6 separate regions of the Mus musculus genome follow, and regions 1, 3, 4, 5 and 6 are each linked to region 2. Evidence: chromatin contacts called from public Hi-C, HiCAR-type and promoter capture Hi-C data. All regions are on one chromosome and are shown on one strand. The core of a region is the stretch at or near the end of the contact, and the rest is flanking DNA. Distances in the headings are between cores, read along the strand shown.

The links. Promoter capture Hi-C pulls out the DNA fragments that hold promoters and counts their contacts. A called contact is a pair of places that touch in the nucleus more often than the background predicts. HiCAR-type assays count read pairs that join an accessible place to other places. Capture Hi-C pulls out chosen DNA fragments and counts their contacts.
Region 1: a contact with region 2 is called in a Hi-C map of B cells, with 6 read pairs. The contact joins the promoter of Clec11a here to the promoter of Kdelr1 in region 2. A contact is called at or near these places in 2 of 39 promoter capture datasets (both in liver), 1 of 484 Hi-C or Micro-C datasets (B cells) and 1 of 115 datasets of contacts at active chromatin or transcription factors (astrocytes).
Region 3: a contact with region 2 is called in a promoter capture Hi-C map of adipose tissue, with 4 times the contacts expected there. The contact joins the promoter of Vrk3 here to the promoter of Kdelr1 in region 2. A contact is called at or near these places in 3 of 39 promoter capture datasets (cranial neural crest, liver and neutrophils), 2 of 115 datasets of contacts at active chromatin or transcription factors (astrocytes and microglia) and 3 of 9 other capture datasets (adipose tissue, liver and pancreatic islet).
Region 4: a contact with region 2 is called in a promoter capture Hi-C map of liver, with 5 times the contacts expected there. The contact joins the promoter of Mybpc2 here to the promoter of Kdelr1 in region 2. A contact is called at or near these places in 1 of 39 promoter capture datasets (liver) and 1 of 9 other capture datasets (adipose tissue).
Region 5: a HiCAR-type map of astrocytes shows a contact between it and region 2, with 4 times the contacts expected there. The contact joins the promoter of Ptov1 here to the promoter of Kdelr1 in region 2. A contact is called at or near these places in 1 of 115 datasets of contacts at active chromatin or transcription factors (astrocytes) and 2 of 9 other capture datasets (liver and pancreatic islet).
Region 6: a promoter capture Hi-C map of liver shows a contact between it and region 2, with 3 times the contacts expected there. The contact joins the promoter of Fam71e1 here to the promoter of Kdelr1 in region 2. A contact is called at or near these places in 2 of 39 promoter capture datasets (cranial neural crest and liver) and 1 of 9 other capture datasets (liver).

What each region holds. Positions count from the first base shown.
Region 1 is chr7:44,305,311-44,308,608 of GRCm38.p6, forward strand. Clec11a (C-type lectin domain family 11, member a) reads right to left here and starts at 1,649. Exons shown (of 4, transcript NM_009131.3): 1 at 1,309-1,649; 2 at 963-1,164; 3 at 519-710. The coding sequence starts at 1,455.
Region 2 is chr7:45,871,314-45,874,364 of GRCm38.p6, forward strand. Kdelr1 (KDEL (Lys-Asp-Glu-Leu) endoplasmic reticulum protein retention receptor 1) reads left to right here and starts at 1,527. Exons shown (of 5, transcript NM_133950.2): 1 at 1,527-1,788; 2 at 2,446-2,546; 3 at 2,730-2,888. The coding sequence starts at 1,698.
Region 3 is chr7:44,747,277-44,750,295 of GRCm38.p6, forward strand. It overlaps Vrk3 (vaccinia related kinase 3), which reads left to right and starts at 1,353. Exons shown (of 15, transcript NM_133945.1): 1 at 1,353-1,375. Zfp473 (zinc finger protein 473) reads right to left here and starts at 1,073. Exons shown (of 5, transcript NM_001289836.1): 1 at 634-1,073.
Region 4 is chr7:44,522,827-44,526,088 of GRCm38.p6, forward strand. It overlaps Mybpc2 (myosin binding protein C, fast-type), which reads right to left and starts at 1,843. Exons shown (of 28, transcript NM_146189.3): 1 at 1,745-1,843; 2 at 5-82. The coding sequence starts at 1,763. It overlaps Spib (Spi-B transcription factor (Spi-1/PU.1 related)), which reads right to left. Exons shown (of 6, transcript NM_019866.1): 6 at 3,169-3,262.
Region 5 is chr7:44,868,097-44,871,100 of GRCm38.p6, forward strand. It overlaps Ptov1 (prostate tumor over expressed gene 1), which reads right to left and starts at 1,572. Exons shown (of 12, transcript NM_133949.2): 1 at 1,255-1,572. The coding sequence starts at 1,425.
Region 6 is chr7:44,494,786-44,497,994 of GRCm38.p6, forward strand. It overlaps Fam71e1 (family with sequence similarity 71, member E1), which reads left to right and starts at 1,810. Exons shown (of 5, transcript NM_028169.2): 1 at 1,810-1,945; 2 at 2,130-2,248; 3 at 2,718-2,848. The coding sequence starts at 1,903. Emc10 (ER membrane protein complex subunit 10) reads right to left here and starts at 1,633. Exons shown (of 7, transcript NM_197991.3): 1 at 1,471-1,633; 2 at 23-95. The coding sequence starts at 1,584.

The sequences.
Region 1 (3,298 bases), core at 399-2,898, 1.6 Mb before region 2:
GCGGAGTCAAAGTTAGAACCGCGGTGACCAGTGAAGCCAAGACGGGAGTGCTGGGGGCGTGGTTAAAAGGAGACAAACCCTTCAGGGGTGGAAAACCATCAGGAGGAGCCAAAGCGCTGAGGACAGAGGAGGCGTGGATAGTAGGAGGGATTAGAACTTCTGTGACCAGTGAGGCCTGGCCAGGCTGTCAGGGGCAGGGCCAATGCTTTGGAGGGTTGAAAAGGGTGGGGCCAAGGGGAGCCTCGTTAGAGCAGTAGTGTGTTAGTGAAGTGGAGCCAGGGCCTTCGGGGGCGTGGCCAGGGTGTAGGCGGTTCCAGACTATGGGTGGGGCTTTCAGGGTGTGGCACAGGTTGGAGCAAGAAAAGTCTCACCCACCTCACAATCCATCTCTAGATGTGCCAGCACCTCCCAGTTCTATGTGGACCCTCTGGTATCCTGATACCCGTTTTCTCCAGGTCTTCAGACCTCCATGGGTCTCCTCCTCCCACCTAGGCCCTCTTTGTGCTGCTGAGACTCACCCTCCAAGCGGCCGTGCTCCTGCTCAGCACGGTCCTGGACCTCCTTCAGGGCTTGCACTGAGTCGCGGGTGTCACTCGCAGCATCCCGCAGCTGCCGCAGCCCCTGGGTCAGCTCAACCACACGGGTGTCCAAAACGTGCAGACGGACGTGCAATTGGTGTAGGCCTGCATCGAGGCTGGCCAAGCGGCCCACTGTGAAAAGACAGAAGGCACAACTAGAGGCACAATTAAGGGCTCTAAGGACATGGAGGGCACGGCCCTCAGACTCCCAAAAGCGGATTGGATGAGGCGATCTGTGGGATGTGTGACCATGTCTATGAAGTTCAGTGGGTTAAACTCTTGACAGGCAGACACATCTGGGGACCTTGGGCCCCTTTGATGTGTCTGGCCTCCGAGTTGGGTCAGTGCTTGACAGACAGGCCACCCTGGCTTCTGAATACTCACAGATGTAAGTGACAGTGTCCTCTGGTGTGGGAGAAGGGCTGGGGAAAGGGTTGGGACTAGAAGAAGGTGCTGTGGTGATTTCCTCTTCCTCTTCTTCCCCTTGAGTCTCTGTGGTCTCCCAGACCTCTTTGTCTTCAGGGTTTTCAGCAAGATTATCCTCATTTCCCACCCCAGTGGGCAGCCCTAGGGCCTCCTGGAGATTCTGGGTCAGAGAATGCATGTCAGTTTCCTTCCCGCCTACCCTCTCAGCTCTTTTCTGAACCCATTGTTCCATCTAAACCCCCTTACTTTTCTTTACCCATCTGAACACTTCATCTCAAGCCCACAGTGCCCCTCCAACACTCACCTTCAACATCTGTGACTCCCGCTCTCTCTCCTCCTCCAGGGCACCTCCCCAGCCTCCCTCCCACTCCCTCCCAGGACCTCGGGCTCCATGACCAAAACTCAAAAGCTGAGGGACCACTAGGGCCCCCAAGAGCCAGGCTGCCTGCATCCAGCTGGGCTTCCCAGCACCCAAATAGTAGAGAGGTCAGAATGCCAGGGGTAGGACTGCTGTATAGACCTAGCAAGTGTCCCAGTCTGGTGGGCAGCTCACAAGCCCCTTGGACCTTCTTTCTGCCAGGCTTTCTCTTCTGCCTTCCCTCCTGATCTGCTCTGTCTCAACTTTTGATCTCCTCAGCTTCTCTTGGTGAGTCTCCCCGCCCCTATTGGCTTCCAGGAGGCTCTGCCTCTGTGGCCGGAAACCTCCAACGTTCCAAAGCCTGATCCCGCCTTGGGTCTACCCACACCCACCCCTTGCCACTTTCCAGACCTCTGCTTCTGCCCTCTTTCCTCCCTTTTGCAAGTACAAGCACTTATATGGATAAAAGGAAGATGGGGAAAGTTTTCCAGGGCATCCTTGGTACTGGTAGGCCTCAGCCTTGGTCCAGGAGTCTTCTCAGAACAAAGCAGGCTATGATAGGATGCCAGCTTTGGACTGTTCACTTCTCTCTGTCTTGGCCATTCCTGAGGAGGGGGCACACTGCAGAGAGTATGCTAAGGTTGCTATTATCCTGTGGTCACCGCTGACCACACAGCCTAATGAAGGGGACTCTTCTAACATTCTCAGGCTCCGGGGCTCTCCCATCCTCTACCCAGATGGCCTGTCCTGGCCCTACCAGCCCTTGTATGTGGTGCCTGCTTGTGGGGATATGTGTGAACAGCATGCATGTGTGCTGCTTAAAAGGTGTAACTACAAGATTCTCCTGCAGGCCAGGCCCTGAGCAGGTTGATGCTGGGGTGGGAGGGGTGGTAGTGAGCCCAGTGGTTCCCCCATCAAGGGAGGAGAAGGGTTGACAGTCAGAGCAGGTATCTCCAGTATGTATACTAACCAAGCACTGGCCGTGAGTAGAGAACCCTCTGCAAGCTGCCTTATCCCAGCCTAGACCACTGCAGTGGCCTCCCCTTACTCTCCCTCCTTCTACAGAGCCCCTCCAATCTGGGCTGCTTGCCTGCCGCAGCCAGAGCAATCCTTCCAAACCATAAATCAGATCACATTACTCCCCACGCCCCTGCCTCCTCACCTTCCCATCAGAAGCAGGAGAGAAGCCAAACCGCGGTCTCCTCGGTCCTCAGTGCAGCCTGCAGGGCTGGGGCCTGGGAGAGAACCGTTTTTTCTGCAGTCTCACCTCATCTCCCCTCACCCTCCATCACCACTCTGTCCTTCCTAGCCTTTTCCTCCTTCTGCAAACTCTTCCCTCAGCTCTTTCTCATTACTGAAGCCTCAGCTCTGCCCACCATGTGAGATGCTTTCTCAAAATGCCCCCTTTTCTTCTAGGTATGGTCCAACCAGTATGGGCTTGTTTATTTACATCTGTCTCTTGCAGACCAAGGCATAGATTTTGGGGCTACTTCTGTATCCCCAAATCAAAGCAGGACTTCCTAGCACCTAGTTGGTACTCAGTTAAACTGATGAATAAGACCAATGTTACAGCAGCTTGGTAAAAGGCCTTAAAAATCAGACTTTTGTGTTTAGGTTGCACCGGAGTTCTCAAGGTGTCTGCCTGAGTGCAGGCGCTGAGGGCAGTGGAAGGTTCCAATGCCAGGAGAGTAGATGGCCATGCCTTACCCACACCATGCCAGGCTCATGAGTCCTGCAGAGCTTTAGTCCCGCAGGTCCTGCCAATTCATGAGCCAAAGATCTAGGGGCCCAGGGTTTGCAAGGAAAAAGCAAAGAAGCTCAGAGAGGAGACATGGCAGCCGTATGGAGGTCACAGGTGTGGCATCATGTACCAAGGCTGCTGGCTCCAAGCAGGTACCTCACATCTGCCCTCAGCTGCTGTGAGTCCCATGAGGGG
Region 2 (3,051 bases), core at 277-2,776:
TGTCTCTCTTGGAGCCAGGAATCTAGACTCCAAGTCCCTTATCCCTTGGACCCAGTTGTCCAGATGCCAGCCCACCTCCCTCATACCCAAGGGACTAGACCCTAGTTCTTTCCCTCTAGACGGATGGGGCTGGATCCCAGTTCTCCTACCTCAGACTGTAGCCCTCCCCTTAAACCTATGGGGCTAGGCTCCCAGTCCCCTCCTCCCTCAGACCTAGATGTCCATACTCGACCCTCTTCTTTCAGGCCTAGGTGGCCAGACTCTGGCACCATTTTCTGTGACCTAGGGGTTAGATCCCAGCCATCCTCCCTCCAAACCAGGGGTCCAGAATCCCTGGATTCCAAGTTGTGGATCTTCTATTTCAGATTTGGGGTCCAATGCCTGGCCCTGTTCTCTCAGAAGCAGGAATTTAGATAACAGCCCTCCTTTCGAAGACCACAGATTCTCCCTTAGTCCTTCTCGATCATACCTGGGGGCCAGGTCTTGAGCAAGTTCCTCACTGAGGGACCACTTGATGAGTGAGGGACTAGTCTCTCACAGCTCTGAGTACACAATTCCCTGGAGGAAAACTGCTTCCTTTGTCACAGACACAGTAATCCTAAACTATAACCCTACTTTTGAGGTTCTGAGGTCCCATAAAGTCACCTGTCCATCTTGCCTCTGGTAGGACAGTCCTTAGTATCTAACATTGGGAGGAGTGTGCTTCAGGATTCCCGGGTCCCTGAGAATGGAAGTTGGAGGTGGAGAAAGAGAGGTGGAGGAGGGGAAGAGAGAGGGAGAATATGAATGTGTAGAGGCGCTGGGACCTAGGCCTGTAGCAGTCGATTGGAGCCCTGCTTCTCGTGCCCTAAGACCTGGGAAGACTCGGGTCATGACAGTTTCTGAAAGAGCCAGGACCTGGCATTTTGGGTCTTAGAAGGAGGATGGAGTTATGGGTGTAGATTCCCAGGTCAGAATGTTGAGCAATAAAGTAATTGTTGGGGATAGGATTGTAGAGGCGGTAGGCTCAGTCAGGATCCCCGAGTGTGTGGCAGTGGGGCCTGGGTTTTCTAACTGAATTGGGACTAGAGATCACAGACAAAGCTAGAAGTCTACCCTCTTAATCTCCAGGATTCTTGTTGTTGTTACTATTAGTATTAATAATTTGTGCAGGAATAGACTGTCACTGTGGAGCCCTAGGCCTGGAACTGGGGGGTCCCTCTGCTTCATCCTCCCAGTACTAAGATTACAGGCTACACCATCACCCAACACAGCACTAGGATCTTTAGATTCAGAACTCAAACTTCAGGATTCCTGTTTAAGGGCAGAGGTTAGACGAACTCTCTACAGTTCCTTACTAAAGAGAAGGCACCTGGGAATGTGGGACCCTAAAGACCCTTCCATCAGTTAGTAGGCTTATTCGATACGACTCTGCAAAGCAGGTTGCAGGCGCCAGAGGGCGCCAGACAGTCAACCCGCCCTTGGGGTGGCGCTACAGCTCAGACTCCTCCCTTCCCACCTCGGCCCTCCTCCCTTTTCTCCCAGCCAGCTTTACCACCAGCTCCGGCCTCGGCTCACCTTCCAGAGCCCCTTCCCCGGAGCTGAGCTACCGAAGGGCTTCTCTCCCGCCCTCAACCCAGCAGCACCGCAGCTCCGGGGCAGCCCGGCCGGCCAGCCTCCCCCCCCACCCAGCTCAGCCCTGCCCGAGTCCCCCAGTCATGAACCTCTTCCGATTCCTGGGAGACCTCTCCCACCTCCTAGCTATCATCTTGTTACTGCTCAAAATCTGGAAGTCCCGATCGTGTGCGGGTGAGAGGCCCCCCCGCGGAGAGGGGGCGGGAGCGGGCCGCTCTGGGGCACCGGGAAGGCTGGAGCTCGGCAGGTCAGAGTCCTCCCGGACTGCCTGCTGGGGATCACTTTTCTAGTTCTAGGGTCACCAGGGGGTCAGCTCCTTTCCCTAGACTAAGGGGTACACATAGTTTGGTGGGGGTGGCTTCGGGCGTTCAGTTCAACCTTCTGCAGCACCCTTTGGGACAGCTCTGGGTGTTCCGGGGCTGGGAACCAGGAGCCATGGCAGGCGGGGAGGTGGCTGGGAGTTGGTGACGTGGACTGTGGAAGGCCAGGAAGGGAGCGGGAGGAAGGTGACCGACTGGGAGGCTGAAGTCAGGCAGGGCTCTCCCTAGGTCCCAGTGTAGGTCTAGACTGTCAGGAGGACCTGAGGGAGACAGAAGGACCGGCGAGGCCTAGCCTGGGATAGAGCCTCGGTCTCTAGTATTTTTGGAGCCGGCTGCCCCCTGCCTGTGGATGGTGGAAAAAGGGCCGAGCTCAGGCTTAAAGGCCTTGGGGAATCGCTGTGGTCTAGAGCTCCAGCCGGCTGGCCCAGGCGCTGCATGTTAGTTTATTATTGCCCCAAGTAGCCCACCTCCAGCTCCCTCCACCCTGCCCTTCGTTCTCTGTCTCAACCAGGCATTTCAGGGAAGAGCCAAGTCCTGTTTGCTGTGGTGTTCACTGCCCGATATCTGGACCTGTTCACCAACTACATTTCACTCTACAACACCTGCATGAAGGTAGAGTTGCAGTCAGCCCCCTGTGGCAGGGTTCCAGGCCAGGGATCAGGGAGGAGTCACCAAAGAGGCTTGGGCCTAGACATATGGTCTGAGGGAGGTGGCTGGGGAACATGATTTCTCTCTCCCTCACCGTGACCTGAGGCCCTACCTGTGAGCTGAGATGCCCTGTTACCCTCTTATCAGGTGGTCTACATAGCTTGTTCCTTTACCACGGTGTGGATGATCTACAGCAAGTTCAAAGCTACTTATGATGGCAACCACGACACTTTCCGGGTGGAGTTCCTCGTCGTTCCTACTGCTATTTTGGCTTTCCTGGTCAACCATGACTTCACCCCTCTGGAGGTAGGTTTCTGCTGGGCCTGTGTGGTGGTTGGGTAGAGGCAGAGTATCTGACAGGAGGCCCTGTCAGGTGTCTTCCTCTACACAGCTTGCTAAGGCCTAAGTTCGTCGGTGGCAGACACTGTGAACATAATCACAACCCAGCATCCCATTTGCTGCTCTGAGC
Region 3 (3,019 bases), core at 103-2,602, 1.1 Mb before region 2:
CACTATAAAAGGGGCTGCTTGCCCCTCAGTCCCCACACTCTCTTCCTTCTCTGTCCCTTCTTGCCCTATTCCCCTCTCTCTACACGTGTTCATGGCCGGCCTCTACTCCCTCTCCCTACCTTTCTCTGTCTCTACTACCTCTCAACTCCCCTCCCCATGCCCTAAATAAACTCTATTCTACACTATACCCACTGTGGTTGGTACCTCAAGGGGAAGGGATGCCTCAGCATGGGCCCGCAGAGGCACCCCCTTCCCCAGCACCATACCTCGCCCTACCAAACATATCCCTGGCTTCCCTGGCTTTTTAAATAGAACATAACAGTATATATTTGAGATGCTCAAATAATAGATACAAATAATCTTTCCTTTTAAATTTGTTTATGACTGCTTCAAAGTGCTATGTGTGTACACCTAAGTGCCTTTAGAAGCCCAAGAGGGGGTTTGATACCCCGAAACTGAAGCAATAGATGTCTCTGGGCCATTATTGTAGGTATTGGTCGCGAGAGGAAACCCCCGCTTAAGAGCCGGGCCTACGCCCGGCTGTGAGCACTCAAGGGTTCAGCATTCTGTCAGGGCCTCCCACCCCGGCCACAGAGGACTAAGGCCATGGGCGCCTGGGCTTAGTCTCCGTACCTCGGCATGGCTCCGTGTCTCCGTACCTCAGCATGGCTGGCAACCCAAAGAACATATGCTTTCCAGGATCCCAAGAAAACCCAACTCCTCATGAGGAGGGCTCCCTCAGAGTACAGGGGGAAATTCCTCCGAGGAAGTTCCGGTTCCAGAAACTTCTCCTCAAATTTATCCCACCCAGGTAACTCCGCGCCAAATTCCAGGACCCACCACCTGTGGTCTCCACCCACTGAGCCCTCTAGGAAGTAGAGAGGAAACAGATTCATGGCTAAGTGACACCAAGGTTGGATGGCCCACTACCCTGTTATAGGACTACTTTCACCTTCTACACCCCGAAAATTCCATTTGGAGGTGACAGCGGGTTGCCATAGATACAGTTTGAAGGCAAAACTGAGATTACAGAGAGAGCACAGAAGCAAGGAGAGTTTAAAAATGACAACAGGACCTTTGATTGGTGGCTGTCACGTATTTCATCAAGATTGACGTCAGACATGCGCAGTAGAAGGAAAAGCCCGCCCCAGAGAAGGCCGAATAACGGTGAGCAATTAGGGGGATGGACTAATCAGGCGTGTCGCTCAGGCTTCTGGGAAATGGAGTTTCCAGCAGGGCACAGCTTGTCCGGATGCCCTGTATTAGAGGAAATAGGCCGCGTCTGCTCGCTGCTGTCGCACGGCCGGTGGGGGATGCGCGCGCAGCCCCTCCTTCACCCTCCCTCCCCGGAAGTTTCTGCGGGGCAACTGTAAAGGTGAGTCCAAGTTTCTGCTCCGGATCGGAGTGAGAGTCCGGGCCGTGAGAAACCCCGGCGCCCACGGCTTTTTCACAAGTACAGTGATGAGGAGCCGCTCGCCCGGCAGCCTGTGACGTCACTGCCTGAGGAAGGCGGAGGCCGACCAAGGCTGGGGTTCGGGGGCGGGAGTGGGGGGAGCACCCACTTCCTCTGTTTTGCTGGGAAGGTGTTGGGCGGAGCCTGTGAGGAATGTCAGACACTCCGCCTCCGCCTCCACGGGTACCTCGTCACTGGTTTCTTTGGGATTGTGGGGCCCGGTCCAGTCTCTGCTACTTAGGGAAGTGTTAGTCCCACACCTGTGGAATTTAGCCTTTGGTACTCTGCTGTGCTGCGTTCCTGCAACAGGAGCATAGATGGTAGCAAGCTGATGGTCATACGTAGGATAAATGAACTAAACAAATGGGTGCATAATAAAAGCCGACTTGAGTATCAGTAGTCGGAACTGAATGTGCAGCCTTAGACAGGAGACCTCAACACTCAAGATCCGAGCACTTACTGTATGCAAGGATCTGTGCAACAGACACTTATTGTATTATATACCCGAACTGCCACCTCCCCTAGGAGTAGCTCTAAACTCAGCAATGTTCTAGCACTTGGGAGGCTGAGTCAGGAGGATTTTTGAGAATAGTGAATTCCAGGACAGCCCAGGATGGACTACATAGTAATGGGCACCTCAGTTTAATTAAAGCTGGATGTACGCTTGGGTAAGTTTCAAATGCTGGGGGATCAAAAGTTCAAGGTCGGCCTAAGCTACATGAAACACTGTCTTTAAAAAAAGAATCCAGCCCTGCCTAAGGACTGGAGAGTTGGTTCAATATTTGAGTGCTTACTGTCTTCCGGAGGACTCAAGTTGGTTCCCAGTTCATGACTGCCTGTAACCCTAGTTCTAGGGAATTAGGGATTGGCCTTCACACGGGTTCATATGCACATAACTGTAGTGAAAATTCTGGAATTTTCATTTCTTTAAAAAAAACACAGAAATATAAGAATATGTTTTTGTTTCAATCCCAGGAGTGGGGCTATGGGGCTGCTTCTCCGCAGCTGACTAAGCTTTGCCTCCTGCTCCAGCAGCTCATGATTTTGCCAGCTGCACATAGTTTCTACAACTGTGTGACGTTTGGAATTCTGGGAACTTCTCAGAGAGTCTGTAAATACTAGGGCCTCAACTGGGTACCGTGAGAGTTGTTTGGTGGGGGTGGGGGATGGGGGGGGTATTGCAGTTTGTTAGTAGTTGTGCTCAAAGAAGAAATTAGATTCAGAGTTCTTGATCTCTCTCCCTCTGTCCTTCTTTCTCTCCTACCTAGGGATAGGGGGTGAAATGGGAAGGGGAGAATAAAGGCAGGAAAAAGAACTCACAAAGTAGCAAAGACCTTTTACACATACCCACATGCAAACACACACATACTCAAAATTAAAGATCATAAAGATGGATGTTTTTAAATTCTGCACAACTAGTTTACATTCTAACGTTGGTTGAGGTGCCAGACAGAAATTGCAGTCAATTGTATAATATTTTTTCCTATGGTATCTTATCTACATGTTTGCATCTAGAATGTCTTAGAAAATGAGAGAGGCTTTCTCTGCTTGCAATTTACATTGCAA
Region 4 (3,262 bases), core at 593-3,092, 1.3 Mb before region 2:
TCACCTTTGGGGGGCTCTTCAGGAGTCTGCTTTGCAGGGGCTTCCTTTGGGGCATCTTTGCCTTTGGAGGCCTTTTTGGCCGCTGTAACATAGACATTGAGAAAATGGTTCTCTCCCCAGAATCCAGAGGCCAGACCCAAACCTTCATTCTCAGAACCAGGGGTCCAGGCCTCAAATCTTCTTCCCCAGACCCTCTTCCCTCAGATGGAGGTAGGTATGGTGGGGTACAGATCCCCCATTCCAGGCATAAGTTGATCCCAACCCTGAGTATGGAGTCAGGTTCCCCCTCCCCTTGTAGCCTCACCCCAGGCTCTGGCCATCAGCCTGACCTTTCAGGTTTGGGGTATAATTAGCCCTTCCCTTGGGCTGGAAACTAGACACTGGTGCTGACCACAGCAGTCTCCCTTGTGGTGCGGGTCACTGATCCATGGGTCAGTCTGTGCAAGGGAGCTGGTCTCTACCTCAGCCAGACTGGGCTGACCCCAGGGGAACAGCCACCTAGGGGTAGGTGACACCAGGGCTTGTGTGCAGTGCCCACTTCCACAAAAGGAGAAAGCCCTAACCAGCATATAGACTATCCCTGCCCCCTAAGGACCTAATGCCTCCCGTGCCTAACTGCACATGAAGAGAGACGGGGGTGCTGGGACATGGCCAGTATTTGCCAAGCAGGTAGGAGGCTCTGGATTCCTTCCCCAGCACAGCAGGAAAAAGAGGGCCCCACCCATGGAAGAGAGACACACGATTCCTTCACAGAAGTCCAATGCGCACACCAAAGGGGTTCTCATATTTACACAGAAGAGTATCGTTCCATGCACATGGAGTCCTGTTGTGTCCATAGAAGCACCCTATGATCCTAATCTTCACTCAGTGAGGAGACTCAACTACCTCGAGGGTGCTCGCCCACCTGGAGAGGACCCTGTCCCCAAGCTGAGCCCCAGCAATGCACAAGCAAGATCCTGTCAGCCTCAAGAAAAAGAGACACCCACATAGAAAAAAAAAATTATATTGCCAGGCCATGGTGGTGCACGCCTTTAATCCCAGCACATGGGAGGCAGAGGCAGGTGGATCTCTTGTGAGTTTGAGACCAAGCTGGTCTACAGTGCTAGTTCTAGGACAGCCAAAGCCAGGGATACACCAGAGAAACCCTGTCTTGAAAAACCAAAAAGAAAAAGGGGATGGGGAGAAAAAAGAAAGGAAAGGAAAGAAGAAAAGGAGACACACACACACACACACACACACACCCCCAGCAGGGTGTAGTAGCCCATGCCTGCCGTCCAGTCTTGGTAGACTGAGGCAGTATGATTTTAGGACTTCCCAGCCAGCCTTAGCTCCGGAGTGAGTTTGGGGCCAGCCTAGGCTGCAGACTTTGAGGACAGCCTGGAGGGCTTGGGGGCAGGGGTGGGGTGAGAGAGCAAAGAGAGAAGGGGAGAGAGAAAGAAAACCGAGGCCAATTTATAATTGCACAACTGAGATTTCTACCCAAGATGGGTCTCCCAGTCCCCGAAGAGGAAGGGGACTCCTGACCCTACACAGACAATAGACCTCATGGTCCTGCATTAGGAAGGGACCCATCTGTGCACACAGAAAGGGTCCCTCTTCCCCAAGCAGGAAAGGAACCTACACTCTACCTAGATGTAGGAACAGGCAAAGGACCCCCTCCTCCCATAGTAGAAATCCCCTTGTGTGCACCCTACCCTCCACCCCATCCCCACCCCCACCCCCAAGAAGGTTTCGGGCCAGCCACCTGGTTTAGCCTCAGGCATGTCGGCGACCTTCTCCTGCTCCCAGGACTTGGGACCGCAGTGGCTCTAACCAGGCCCTAGCAGGGACAGGTGGGTCTCCAGGAGGAGCCCTTTATGGAGTCTCGAGACTCCCAGGAGGCAGCGCAGGGCCGCCCCGCATTCCTCTTGCATGCTCTAAAGGGCGAGAAATAGCGAGCAGGCAGGAGTGGAGGGATGCCAAGGCCCTAGTGGGGATGGGATGTGGTGCTTAGACACCTGAGTCTGTGGAGGTGCAAAGGTGAAGACTGCGTGACCGCAGAAAGAGGGGAACTGGAACCCCAGAGTCTGGGGGCACAGGGGTCCAGATTCTTAGGTCCTGGATGAAGTGGGGGGGAGAAGGAGGAACGAGAAGTGGCCAGAGCACAAGATGGGGAGAGGGGGGAAGCAGAGAGGGCACTTGTGTGGGGGCAAAGAACGAGGAGGAAAAGAGAAAAGGAAAAAAGGGAGGGAAATCCTGGGTCTTGGGAACGGGCGTGGGGGGCTGGGAGTCTCAGGTGCACGGGGCAAGCGGGGCGGGTTCTGGAAGCCTTTCTTAGCCCCAGTCAGGAGTTTTCTAGAAACCAGAGACGGGAAGGATAGTCCGATTTCCCCCGCGTAGGCAGGACGGGTGCCGGCCTCAGGGAAGAGTTCTCGGTGTCCCTCCCGCCCTATTCTGATCCGGGTCCCAATGGGAGCGGCCTGGCCGGCTGCCCGTCACCGGCCAAGTGCAGAGAGGCCGGGAAGGCCCTGGAGAGCTGCCCAGGCCCGGCTCCTTCCCAGCACCAGAGGGGAGGAGCGGGTAAGGAGGAGGAGAGGGACACTTGGGGAACCACAGGTGTGGCTGGCCCAGAAGGGTGTCAGAGGAAGGAACCAGGGTATCGAAGACAAGCTGTCCTCCCCCCCCCCTTTTACTCTTTGTGTCCCTCCCTCCTTTCTACTTTCAAAAAAAAGATCCCCTAACAGCCGGAAGCTTCCTGGCTTCTGGGGGCACAAAGTCCTGTCACACCATTGGTTGCAGTGCAAAAACTTCCACCTCGCTCCCTAGGGAGCAGGCAAGTTGCACAGCAACCCATTGTAGTAACACACCCCTGTAACCCGGAATTCCAGAGACTGAGCTGAGACAGGGCCATTGGAGTGACTTCAAGACCAGCCTGAACTACAACGTAAGGAAGAGCCTATCTTCAAGACAAAAAAACAAAAACCGAACAGTCAGATGTCTGGAATGGAGGGGTGAGCAGAAAAGCAAGGTGGGAAACAATGGTTTCCTCATTCAAGCCCTAGCCTGGCCCACCACCTTCCTTTCTCCCTCCCCCTCCCTCCCCCTCCCTCCCTATGACTGCCACAGTCTCAGAAGAGTTCATGTGGAGGTGCAGGGGACAGTTCCTAATAAAGGGTCCCAAGACGGCTTAATTTTGATGTACACTTTATTTATTATGCATGTATAGTGGTGATGAGAAATAATTTTATTTAGTACAGTTTAGCCTTGACCACATGGACATCTG
Region 5 (3,004 bases), core at 322-2,821, 1.0 Mb before region 2:
GAAAGTTCTCCCGGTGACTTAAGTAGCAGAAGAGCCTAGGTCTTCACTGCTGAGGGGCCTTCCTGATGGTTCTGCAGACCCAAGCCCTCAGGATTACAGCAAATCCGCACACTGGCTGCCTGGGCTGGGTGTGCAGTGAGACACTACAAGTGTCAGCATGTACACCACCACACAGTCGGTGAAAATCAGGCAAACACACTTAGGAACCTAAACAAAATCCAAAACTATTCAAGTGCGGGGTGAGGGATAACCATTAAGAGGCTTGTGTGTTTGCCTGCACCCAAAAACACCTGTATGCCCACAACAGCAGGGAAACAAACTAGGAACATGAAGCCCACTAAGCGCCAAGTTCGTGTTTACGCATGCCTGATTTGCTGTTTGCGCACTGCATGGCCAGAGCCAAGTCACATTTGTAGAAAAGGGACACATATGAGGACCCCAGGAAGGGCTCCCAACACCAAGAGAAAACTTCAAGCCTAGGCTGTACTACAGCGAGGGGTGTGTCTGCGTTCCTCAGGTGATCCAGGCGACAGACCCGCCTCAGCTCCTCGGAGAACAACGTCGTCAGAAGTCTGAAGTGGTCAGTACCACGCCAGGGAATAGCTTACCGCTGGCCAAGCATGCGCAGGTGTGGCCACGAGTCCACCATCACAATGGGGGCAATTTTGTTGCCCCAAGAAAATCTCAATGTTTCTAGAAAGTGCGCGCACGTTTACTGAGTGGACAAAAAGGTGACAACCCCACGAACTTACAGAGCTGAATATTTACCTTAAGCTTTATCTTAAGGCTTAAGGTCTGGGCTAGCTGCGGGGCGGGCGGGTATGCAAATAGAGGGACTGTCCACAATCGCCATCTGGCCCCGGGGGACAACGCCCCCGCGAGCAACAGCTGGGCGCGCGTGTAAGCGCCGGGCTCCTCCACCGGCCGCTTCGCGCATTTCCAGACCCGGAGGCCGAGGACCAACTTTGCAATTGGAAAAACAAGCGTGCACCCCAGGCGCCCCCCGCGCGCGTGTGCAGCCGGCCGCGCAGTCAGCAGTAATTCGAACCCGCCCCGCCTCCGTACCCCGCCCCCCGCCCAGCCCGCCGCGCAACAAAGGGGAGCGCCCAGAGCCGATCAAGGACTGATCCCGGACCCCTGGGTGCGCCCTCCCGCGGGAGGCCCGTGGGCGCTGCGGACAAAGGCGCCCGCCAGGGGAGGGGTGGCGGGGCGGGGCGTGCGTGGAAGGCTCTGGAAACAGGCCGTGGGACTCACCATGGGAGGGGCCGAACGAGCCCGGATCCGCGGTGGCTGCGGGCCTCGAGGACCGCCAGGCCAGGAACGTGAGCGCACGGCGCGGACGACCAGGGGCCGCGGTGGCCGGCCACGACCTCCGAGGGGGCCCCCGGCGCCGGAGCGGTGCGGGGCACGGCGCGGGCGGACCATGGCGGGTGGGAGGCCGTGGGCCTCACGGGGGGCTGCGGGTCCGCCGACCGACAGGCGCGGGCGCGCGGCTTCGGGGAGAAGCGGAGCGGGACCGCGGCGGGGGACGCGCCGCTGAGGGGTCGCCGCGGCCGAACCACTGCAGCGAACAGGGGAGCCCGGCGCCAACCAACGCGAAGCTGGGGGGAGATGCGGGGGGGGTGGGCTGGCGCCTACCAACGTGGAAGAAGAGGGAGAGCCGGGACCAACGCCGGGGAGAGGAGGAGCCGGCGCTAACCAACAGACTATGGAGCTGGGGAGCCAGCGCTGACAAACAGGGATGGAGGACTGTAAGGGGGTGTGGCTGGAGCAAACCAAGAAGGTCAGGGAGGGAGGGTTTCAGACTTGGAAATGACAAGAGAGAAACTGTGCTACAAGAGTTCGAGCTGGTGAGACAATACCAAGTCCTCACTGCTGGAGGGACAGAAGGCGGTAGACAGGATAATGGGTGGCGCGACGGAACCTACCACCAGACTGAGGGGTAGATGTAGGAACCAGGCGTTCTTGCCTCTTGGAGGCGGTGACGTGGCAAGGTGGCTAAAAGACTACAACTTCCAGCGGGTCTCTCGCAGCCTGGGCGTGACCAGCATAGCTGCTGGCCCATTTGTCCAGGGTCTGCCCACTGTTGCTTGGGCCTTCTAGCAGTTGCCTTACCCAGATCACGTTCTTGATCTGAAAGGACTGTGCAGTGGCATTTCTTGCTTCCGTTTGTTTTTAACCTGTGATACTATCCAGCCTTAGATTATCTGCGCTCGATGTAAGTGGCGTTGTGTTTACGCAGTGTTAGCTTATGCACCCAGGCTGACCTCGAACTCCTAAGCCTTCTGTCTTCACCTTTAATTGGGTGTGCACTACTACACGTGGCTGTTAAACTATATATAGGGTGCTGAGGTTTGAATTTATAGCCTCTTGCATGCGAGAAGTTCCCTCCTGCCTTCTTTTAAACTAGAAAACCTATTTGGACTATACTTTGTTCTTCCTTGCTGATTCATACACTACTTTAACCAAATTATATCAGGCCCCTGACAGCACACCCAAGCTATGATGCCTGTCACCTGGAGCAAATGTCCTGGCAGTAGGCTGGCTTTTTAAAAATCTCGTGTTTTATAATTGATTTAAAAAGCTAAACTGGAAGGTGAGCAGCAAGAGAGGTCACCTGGTCCTTGTCTGCCACCAAGCCTGACAACCTGGGTTCAATTTCCCTAAACCCTATGGTGGGAGGAGCAAAGAGACCCTTACAAAGTGCTCCCTGAGCCCCACACAAGTCCTGTGTCACATGTGCACATAATTCAGAGTCTGCTTGCACTTCAAAGTGAGCTCAAAACCTGATTGGGCAACTGACTTAATACGACAGCCTTGTCTCATAATTAATAAACAATAATAATAGAGATTGAGTAGTGACACTAGGCATTAATTAAAAGGTACGGGAAGCCGGGCGTGATGGCACACGCCTTTAATCCCAGCACTCGGGAGGCAGAGACAGGCGGATTTCTGAGTTTGAAGCCAGCCTGGTCTACAGAGTGAGTTCCAGGACAGCCAGGGC
Region 6 (3,209 bases), core at 560-3,059, 1.4 Mb before region 2:
GCTGAAGACACACTGATCTCACCGAGCTCAAATGAATGCTCCAGCAGCAAAGCCACGGTGCCACAGCCCTCAGCTTCACGGCCATCGGCCCCGGTCTGCAAGGGAGACAAGGACCCCAAGTAAGAACCACTCACGCTCTGGGCGGGGCAGAAGGACAGGCTGAAGGACAGGCCGTAGCTGCATGCTCACATCCAATCACAGGTGCTCTGCCCAGGACTGCCTCTCATGACACAGTCCATTTCCATAGCCCAAAGAAAACTCTAAAAGCTTGTTATTCTCATGTCCAATGCCCGGGTCGTTATCTTTTTGTTGGTTTTTTTGGTTTTGAGAGTCTCAGTGCACAGCCCGAGCTAACCTCTGATTCACAATTCTTCTGCCTCCACCTCTTCGTGCTGCTACTACAGGTAAATACCACCTTGCTCTGCCCCCCACCCCAGGTCATTCAGGTTTTCATTCACGAGTTCACTTCCTTTGCACATGCTAATACTCTGACCATTCACATTGGCAAGAAGCCCACTTCTCTCTGGCACATCCTAGATCCACACTTTCTTTCCCACGGTTCTGAAGCAGAGTCCCACTAAATCACTCCCTGATCCAGACCGGAGATGATCCTCCTGCCTACGTCTGCTGAGCGCTTGGGGTTACACATGAGCACCACCACCATCAGCTTAATTTCTTTGTAATTTTTCTTTTTTTAATTTTGTGTATGGATATCTGCTGCATGTACCTATGTGCCCTGTGTGCATGCCTGGTACCTGGTGTGCCAGAAGAGAATGTGCAATCCCCAAAAACTGAAGTTAGCAGACAGTCGTGAGCCTCTAGGTAGGTGCCAGAAAGCAAACCCAGGTACTCCAGAAAAGCAGTCAGTTCTCTTGGCCCTCATTTCTCCAGCACCCTATTTTTGGGGTTTTTTTGAAACAGGACCTTAGGTAGCCCAAGGTGACCTTGCACCCCACACCCAGGCCTAAGCCTTAGATGTCTTAATTTCAAGCTTCTCCTAGCCAGGCATCCTACAGCACTCTGGCTCCTGAAGGACCTGACTTCTTCGTGCATATTCAGAAACATGATTCCAACCCTAGCACTAGAGCACTGCTTCCTTGCCATATCTTTATTAATTACTTATTGAGTCAGGGTCTCACTGTGTAGCCCTGGTTGGCCTAGAACTCCCTTTGTCCTAGGCTGGCCTCGAACTCAGAAATTCACCTGTCTCTGCCTCCCGAATAGGGGTATTGAAAGCGTGCACCATCACACCCCCATTTTTGTATTTTTGAGACAATCTCAAGCAATCCAAGCTAGCCTCAAACTCCTTGATCCTCCAGCCTCAGCCTCCCAAGCACGGAGATGAGAGGCTAGCTACCACTACTCCACGCAGCTCAGGTTCCGAGCAAACCACATCCTCTCATGAATATTCATGATGGGGTCCATCTAGCGCCCACAGGAGGCCGCCCCGCCCCGGCCACTAGCACTCACCCCACGCGCGGAGGCCCCGACCCGGCAGCCGCTGCCTCGGGCTCTGCTAGGAGCCGCGGCTACCATCAGCAAGAGCACTAGCAGCCGGGTCACCCCGGCACCCGCGGCCACCATACGGGAGCGTTGAGAAAAACCGAGAGCCATACAGCCCGCTAGGAAACACAGGGTTCATCCTGAGGCTCACGCGCCTGCGCCGCACGCCGCGCCTGCGCACTAGCGCCCGTCCGCCTGCTCCCGCAGTCAGGGCGGCCATTTCTCCATCCGGGTCTCTAGGGCTCACGTTCCCGGTGACACCACCTGGGAGAGAAGTGACGTCGTTGACGTCACGGAACGCCGGGCACCCTATTGTAAAGTCACAAGCTCTAGGCCCCACCCTTTATCTGTCTGTCCCAGGCTTCACTCGGCGTTCCTCCCCAGGGCCGGGGCGTGGCGATGAAGGGCGGTCGAGATCTTAAGGCCGCTCGGGGCGGAGCAGGTGAGACCAGTTCTGAGGGGATGGAAGGTGACAAAAGGACTTCTGCCTGGAGGGGTTGGCCCTAGAGAGGGAGCCGGGGAAGGTATGGGACCAGCAATGCGGAGGCCGCTGCCCCGCATGCGCCCTCGGTCAGAGTTCATGTACCTGGCATCCTGGGATGGATGCTCGCGCTTCGCCCCTGCAGACCGCCCCCTGGCTCCAGCCTACGCCCCGTGCCGCCCTGGGCGCCTCCAACGCCACCTCCTGAGCGGCGAGTTCGACCAGCTGCGCGACTTTCCCATCTTTGAAAGCAACTTCGTGCAGGTGTGGAGCCCCGGACCTCCGACCCGTTGATGTACGGATCTCCCCCATCATTTGTCGTTCTTTCCAAGTGATCCACATCACCTCTGAGCCCGCTGGGCTTTTTGTGTCTTCAGAAGCCTTTGTCTCAGTTTCCTTGACTGTACACATATGGTTCTTGTCCTTTAATCCTAAAATCTTTGGCCCACAAGCCTTTTTTTTTTTTTTTTTTTCCTTTTTAGAGGTAATATGGCTGGTACTCTGGGCTTCACTCGTTATTCAGCAGGAGCTCTACCCCTTAGTCACACCCTAGCCCTGCACCGGGGGATTCTAGGCATGTGTGCTTATATTCTGAGCCACATTCCCAATCCCTAACCTACTGTTCATCTCCCCTAGTTCATGACCTTTCACTCTGTCAAGATCCCCAAGACCCAATCAGATTCCTGTTGAGTTCTGTTCTCCATCTATCGATCCTCTTAACCTTTGGCCCCAGGTGACCCGGTTTGGAGAAGTCGCCAACAAGGTCACCATGGGGGTGGCAGCCTCTAGTCCTGCCCTGGAGCTGCCAGACCTGCTGCTGCTGGCCGGCCCTGACAAGGAGAATGGACACCTGCAGCTCCTCGGGTGACTGCCCCTCTAAGTCCCAACTTCCTCCAACCTCCCTGCCGCCATTTTGCCACCCAGGGACCAAGATCACCACCAAACCTCTTCACTAAGAAAAATGGCAGGGCACTTCACAGAGGTCAGAAGTCAGGCGAGATGAGGGAGGACAGCCCTCAGTGGCATCACAGGGTCAGGATGGTGGCTGTTTACACAGTGCTTTCTGCTTTCCAGGTACTCTGTCCCAGAGAGATAAAGTAAAGCTCAAAGACTGGGCCCACGGCCCAGGGTCCCACAGTCCACTGTCCACTCTGCCCCTCTTCCTGAAAACTTGTGAAAATCAATACCACCAAGTACAAACCTCACATAGAACAGAACACCCCTT